2 separate regions of the Sus scrofa genome follow, and region 1 is linked to region 2. The links are chromatin contacts, called in public HiChIP or PLAC-seq maps. All regions are on one chromosome and are shown on one strand. Each heading gives the region's core, a stretch centred on a gene start, on an enhancer-like site or on the middle of the called end of the contact. The rest is flanking DNA. Distances are from core to core; before and after follow the strand shown. Region 1 has its middle 120 kb from the start of TET2. Region 2 overlaps LOC110262179 (a long non-coding RNA gene).

Region 1 (3,336 bases), core at 752-3,251, 74 kb after region 2:
TTATACCCTTAGAGGCTCCAAATTGCTCTTAAAAGTCCAAGCTCTTTGAGTTGGCTTGCCATTGCCTGTAAAATTGATTCCTTCTTCATAAAATGAATAAGCATGTTAGCTATTGATTGACAAATGAATTAATATGTGGGAAGACTATAAATACAATCTTTTTGACCACAATTGTCTACTCTGCTTTACTTGATCCTCCTCTAGTTCCAAGTTACATATATTAAAGATGCATTTATAGCCAATTTTTACTTTTTACTATTTTTAAAAATTTTAATGATTTTTATTTTTTCCATTATAGTTGGTCTACTATACAGCAAAGTGACCCAGTCTCTCACACACACACACACACACACACATATATACATTATTTTTCTGGCATTATCCTCCATCATGCTCCATCACAAGTGACTAGATATAGTTCTATAGCCAATTTTTAAAACTTTATTGATATCCCAAATCCTTGAGTGATGTGGTAATATGAAACATTTTGTTCCACTACATAAAATCAAAGTAGGACTTTGAAAAACTTTTGGTTTCCAAAGGAGACAGTTTGGGGGGTGGGAGGATGCACTGGGGGTGTGAGATGGAAATACTATAAAATTGGATTGTGATGATCATTGTACAACTATAAATGTAATAAATTCATTGAATAATTAAAAAAATAAAGAATGAGTTTATGTTAATCAATAGTATCCTATGTCTAAATGTACTAAGTAGTGTTCAATTAATGGAAATGCCTAAACAATGTAACAAAAAGGAAGGGAAAAATATATCTAAGTCATTGAGTGAGAGTGAGAATGAGTTCTGTTTCTTGTCTGATTGATTCTGGAAGTTTCATATATATTGGAAAAAGTTCTAATAAATTACAATAATGTTATTTTGCATAACTATTAAAAACAAAGTAGGGTTCCTTGCCACTGGAAGATATGACCTTGACAAATTGCGACCCTGTTTGTGATATATCATATCATTATAACGCAGAGGCATTAAAGACATCTAATTAATTCTTCTCTTCCATGAATTTTGCCAAATTTCTTTTGACTAGTAATATAGCATTAAGTTATTCTTGATTTTCTAATTTGATGACTGTGATGGAGTCCACCCATCCCAGATTTTATTTTACCTCTCTTGAAAAAATTTCTTTCTCATAGGGAGTTTCTGCTGTGGTGCAGTGGGTCAAGGATCTGACATTGCCACAGTTGTGGACATAGGTCACAGCTTCAGCTCAGATTCTGTCCCTGGCCTGGGAACTTCCATATGCTGGGAATGTGGCTGGGGGAAAAAAAAAAGTCCTCTCTCATAGCATCTTATAGTTTTTATTATTATTTTTGTTTCACAATGTGTTCTTCACAGAGATTATTACAAATAAGCACAATGAAGGCAGAAGTTTATCTTTCAGTCCTGTCAAACTGTATTCTCTAGCATCTAGCATGGAACCTGGCAAATGTTAGGCACTGAAACTTTTTTTTTTTTTTTTTTTTTTTTTTTTTTTGCCATTTCTTGAGCCGCCTCTGCGGCATATGGAGGTTCCCAGGCTAGGGGTTGAATTGGAGCTGTAGCTGCCAGCCTACGCTAGAGCCAGAGCAACGCAGGATCCGAGCCACGTCTGCGACCTACACCACAGCTCACAGCAACACCAGAGCGTTAACCCACTGAGCGAGGGCAGGGATCGAACCCTCAACCTCATGGTTCCTAGTCGGATTTGTTAACCACTGCATCACGATGGGAACTCCTGAAAAATATTTTTTGAATTACTGAATAAATGTACTGCACTTTTAAATCCTCTGTGTGTTTGGGTTTGTTAGAAAACAGAAATCACTCTCATATTTTGTGTAGGAAAACATTATAATCCAGAGCATTGGAATTGTTGTGGGAGAGAAAGTCTGGAAGATTATTATTCAGCAAATTTGAAAATGCAGGATTGCTGGAGAGCTGACATCAGTGAGCCTAGCTGCATGGAGTAGTGAAGCGGGTTATTCCCAGGAGGATGGCTGTTAGCCCCTGGAAGCTTCTGTAGATGATCTCAGCTCCTGCTTATAGCAGGTGATTCCTAGGAGAAGTGCTCAAAGCCAAAGAGTGCTGCCAACAATGATCTCATCTGCCTGCAGACAGCTGCTACTGAGAAAAATGGCTTCTTCTCTTTAAAATCTTCATGAATGTCTTACTTGTAGGATCTGACCTTGAATGCTACTGGAAAGGGATTCTGGGACATGTAGTTCCACAATGTAGACAGGATGAGAGTAAAGTTGACAAAAGGCAATTGAGCACAGTGAGCCATTAGATGGGCGCTCCTGATTAAAGAACTAGACTGTAAATTTCATGACAAGAAAGATTTAATTCAGTGAAAGACAAGCATCGTATGATATCACTTATATGTGGAATCTAAAAAAAAAGGATACAAATGAACTTATTTGCAAAGGGAAACAGATTCACAGAATTTCAAAGACTTGTGGTTACCAAAGGGGACAGATAAGTGGGGAGGGAAGCACTGGGGGGTTTGGGATTGGTATATGCACACTAAGGTGTATGGATTGATTGGCTAATAGGGACTTGCTGTATAGCACAGAGAACTCTATCCGATATTCTGTGATAATCTACATGGGAAAAGAATCTGAAAGAGAACGAATGTGTGCATATGTATAACTGAATCACTTTGTTGTCAGCAGAAATTATCATAATCTTGTCAATCAACTCGACCTCAATAACACACAAAAAAATCCATCTATCCCCAGCAGTTGGGTGCTTATGGCCGCGAGGACTAGCTGAGCAGCACAGAACCACACTCCCCTTCCATAGCGTAGACTTGTTTCTGGGACGTGGCTGCCCATCCATTTTCCCCAGCTTTCTGTGCCTCTAAGTGAGACTATGTAACTAGTTCTTGCCTATGCACTATGGACAGAAGCGATGGGTAACTAGTTTGAGTTGAAGGGGATGGGTGCCAGGGTCTCGACTTTCTGAGGTCTCTTTCTCTTTGCTTGTTGTCTGGCTGAGTGTAAAGCATTGAGCAGAGGACTCTGAAAAGACCCTAGGACATGGCAGAGTCACTCATGGAAATATCTGGGATTTTGTCATTGTTTGGATAAAAGCTGCTGAATAGGAATGTCTGATTTGACTTTGAATATTAAGATCTAAATCAAGTAGTATAAAACCAATGAAATTTGGAGATTACTGTTATAACAGCTGGTCACTCCCAAATGCTTAAGAAATACCATGCCCTTTGGAGTTCCCGTCGTGGCTCGGGGGTTAATGAATCTGACTAGGAACTATGAGGTTGCGGGTTCAATCCCTGGCCTTGCTCAGTGGGTTGAGGGTCCAGCATTGCCGTGAGCTGTGGTG
Region 2 (3,715 bases), core at 561-3,060:
CTTCTCAGAACTACACCTGCGGCCTGTAGAAATTCCCAGGCTAGGGGTCGAATTGGATCTGCAGCTGCTGGCCTGCAACACCACAGCAACACCAGATCCCAGCTGCATTTATGACCTATGCCACAGCTTGTGGCAACACTGGATCCTTAACCCAGTGAGCGAGGCCAGGGATTGAACCTTTATCCTCATGGAGACCACATCACGTCCTTAACATGATAAGCCATAATGGGAACTCCTCCCTCCCCATCTTAACCCTCAAAATCCACTCCTGCACATATTCTTCCCAGTCCTGCCAATGTATATAAGCTAGTACTAGATTTTTTTTTTTTTTTTGTAAAAAAGCTATTTTCTTCTGGAACAGGGACTGTATTTCTCTACTCAGTGAATAGTGGGTCATGGCCATAGTTACTGGTTTGTGCATTATAAGGGGAGACTTGGTGGGTTCTGAGGAGGCCGCATCATCTTTCTAGGCATCTGCCTCAGGTGAGATCTTTACAAGATTGTCAGGTAAGAGACATCCTTCTCCTCCAGCTGGAGGAGGGGCCTGCTTCAGGAGACAAATTAGCCATGGAATTTCATTTTGAGGGTCTGCTTTCCAGGACCATTCCTGGTACCAAATGCCTTTGGGTTTCCTTAAAAGCAATGCCTGAGATAAGAGCTTGGGTACAGGTGGTCTATTTGGGAAGTGACCCTACAAACCATGAGTGGCCAAGTAAGAAGAATGAGATGGTGACAATAGAGTGCCTTATTCAACCCAACCTTATATGGGCAACAAGGGACTTTTGAGAAGAACGAAGAATGCCTCCAAAAATTAGCCATCTGAGGGATGGAAGTCTGGAACGTTTATCTACTGACTCTCCCGCTGTGGCCTGACCTGGCTCATGTGGGCAAGCCAGCTCCTGTGGCTCCTAGGAGCAGAACCCAGGAAGACATGCAGTGGTGGGCACTTGAGGTAGGAGGTTGGCTGCAGGAGCAGAGAGAGAACTCTTGACAATAATCATAGCTACAGTCAAGATGGGGAGGTAAAGACATACAGACTTAGGAAGGAAGTCTAAGCTAGAGATACAGATGTGAAAATTGGGCAGAGGTGATATTGAAAATGTAAGAACAAATGAGATCATCAAAGAGGAGGAAGAGAACACAAAAGAACACCTATTTTTAAGAGGATGGGAAGAGGATTCAGGAATGAAGACTAAGACTTGATGGGAGTTACGAATGAAAAAAGTGTTTCCTTAACTCTTTCTCTCCTCTTGAAGAATATTACATGATTTTATAACTGCTGCCTTGAAAAAAAAAAGTGATCTGAGATGTGAGAGAATCAGGAGAGTGCAGTATCATGGAAAACAAAAGAAGAGAAATTTCTCAAAGGAGTAGGTGGTTGGCATCTTCAAATACCATAGAGAAATCTACCAAAATAAATACTTGAAAACATTCCCTGTATTTATCAATAAGCAGGTCATTTTCACCACTGTCTTTGTAAGTTCCAGTAAGGTAGTAAAGGCAGAAGCCAGCTTACAGTGGGTTTGTAAATCAGATGAGAGGGAGTAGAGACAATCAGTATGGCAACACTTTAAGGTGATTCACTAAGAGGTAAAGAAGAGATTCAGTATTCAGGATTTAACAGGAAAGGGAGAGGTTCTTTCTTAGCTGGGTATTCAGGTTTCAAAGTTGTAAATTAGTCACTTCAAAGATTTTTTTTTTTCTTCTTTTTTAAACTAGTTCAGTGGACTAATTTTTGTTGAGGAGTTAGTTCTTAAGCAGTTAATAGGCGATTCAGATGCTCTAGGAAATGCCATCCTTTTATTTATCTCACCACTTCCTCTTACAAAAGGAAAGACTTGGGTTACAACTTGGTTGTGTTCTGTTCTAAGCACCAGAATTCAAGTGGGGTTGCCCAGAGCCCGGAAACAGGAGGAAAAAGTCATTAAAATAAACACAAAGCTTGTTTACATATTCGCAGGAAACTTCCCACGACCTATTAAAATGGAAACAAAGAGCTCACATTCAAGAAAGGGATGCAAATGTTGAATTTCTCTTAACCCACGGAGGCCAATTTCTTTACAGCAAAAAGCCCACAAAAGAAAATTAGTCAAATGCACTACTGTTTTCTCTGGCTGCCAGCTTTTCTGCATCTGGTCACAACGTTGCACTGATTTCCCCCCTTCTTAGAGGCAGGCGGGAGCTTGAAATTCCCTGCTGAAGCAGAGGGCATCCGTGCAGGGGCACATCATGGGCAACTGCAGTGTGACTCACACTGTGACGCTGGGAATCTTGGGAGTTGAGCTGAGGACAAAATGGGAGGGATTTCTCTGCCCCCGGACTGGACTCTCAGTGTGTTCACACACCCCATTCTTCATGAGAGCTTACTGCTTGGCTAAAAGTGCCTCATGGAAAAAGATTATGAAGCCTATAGGCAAGTTAGTGCTTATTGTCTTCTTTCTATCCTAACTTCCTTTCTTGGCGTTGGGCTTTACTGTTTTTTTGGTTTGTTTTGTTTTTGTTTTTTCTGAAGTTCCCCAACTTTATATATGAGTTTATGAGAAATTTTCTAGCTAAGCTTGGCAATGATGATATTAGAATTTGTAGAGCAATCACAATTGGGCAGTCCAAAGAACTATGTGGAACTTAATCTCCGGAACACTTGTTAGGAGATATTATTAGGTTTAAGACTGATATTCAATTGCGGGAAGATCTGAAAGGCAGTTTCCCCCCTCTTCCTTTCCCTTCCTTCTTTCTCCCCTTCTTTTCTGTTCTATTTTTCCTCTTCTTAACATTACCATGTCTGCCCTGATGGTCTGCTTTTCTCACAGGGCTATTATGGGATTAAATAACACATAGGAGGCTATTTTAATTTTGTTTGTTTGTTTGTTTTTGGCCATGCCCACAGCATGTGGAAGTTCCCAGACCAGGGAATGAACAGGAGTGACAACGCTGGATCCTTAACCCGAAGTGCCACCAGGGAATTCTGGAAGCTGTGTTATTTTGCTTTTTAGGGCTGCACCCTATGGCATGTGGAAGTTCCCAGGCTAGGGGTCAAATTGGAGCTGCAACTCCCAGCCTGCACCACAGCCACAGCAAAGTGGGATTCCAGCCTCATCTGCAAAGTACACCACAGCTCATGGCAATGCTGGATCCCCAACCCACTGAACGAGGCCAGGAATTGAATCCACATCCTCATGGATACTAGTTGTATTTGTTTCTGCTATATCACAGAGGGAAATCCCAGGAAGCTATTTTAAATTCTGTGAAGCCCTATGGTATTTTTTTGTGATTATGATGATCACTCCTGTGCTATTTTGGAAGGAAGATCAAAGACGATACCACCGATAGAAACACAACAAATGACACAGATATTTCTTTTACCCTGCATATGAGCTGAGATAGTACTGGTAGTGGAAGTGTCATGTTGTTTTAAAACAATAGTTTTTTTCTTTTTTAGGGCCACACCTGTGGCATATGTCAGTTCCCATGCTAGGGGTCAAATTGGAGCTGCAGCTGCGGCCTATGCCACAGCCACAGCAATACAGGATCTGAGCTGCCTCTACAACCCATACCACAGCTCGCAGCAATGCTGGATCCTTAACCCACTGAGCAAGGCCAGGGATTCAACCCGTATCCTTGTGGATACTAGTTGGATTTGTTACTGCTAAGCCACGATGGGAACTCCAAAACTAATTATTGATAACAGTAGTCATATTTTTGTCTCAGTTCTACC

The links. HiChIP or PLAC-seq counts read pairs in DNA pulled down with a chosen protein or histone mark.
Region 1: an H3K27ac HiChIP or PLAC-seq map of skeletal muscle shows a contact between it and region 2. The contact joins two enhancer-like sites. A contact is called at or near these places in 2 of 47 Hi-C or Micro-C datasets (embryonic fibroblasts and heart right ventricle) and 2 of 2 datasets of contacts at active chromatin or transcription factors (alveolar macrophages and skeletal muscle).

What each region holds. Positions count from the first base shown.
Region 1 is chr8:116,664,985-116,668,320 of Sscrofa11.1, forward strand. No RefSeq gene overlaps it. Among named protein-coding and RNA genes, the nearest start is that of TET2, 120 kb to the left of the region's middle. Within about 2 kb of position 2,002, at least 1 of the 83 cell types and tissues checked has an H3K27ac peak or open chromatin away from gene starts, as enhancers often do. A contact at or near this core is called in skeletal muscle, where this site is marked.
Region 2 is chr8:116,591,336-116,595,050 of Sscrofa11.1, forward strand. The region is part of intron 3 of LOC110262179 (a long non-coding RNA gene); the gene reads left to right. Among named protein-coding and RNA genes, the nearest start is that of TET2, 46 kb to the left of the region's middle. Within about 2 kb of position 1,811, at least 34 of the 83 cell types and tissues checked have an H3K27ac peak or open chromatin away from gene starts, as enhancers often do. A contact at or near this core is called in skeletal muscle, where this site is marked.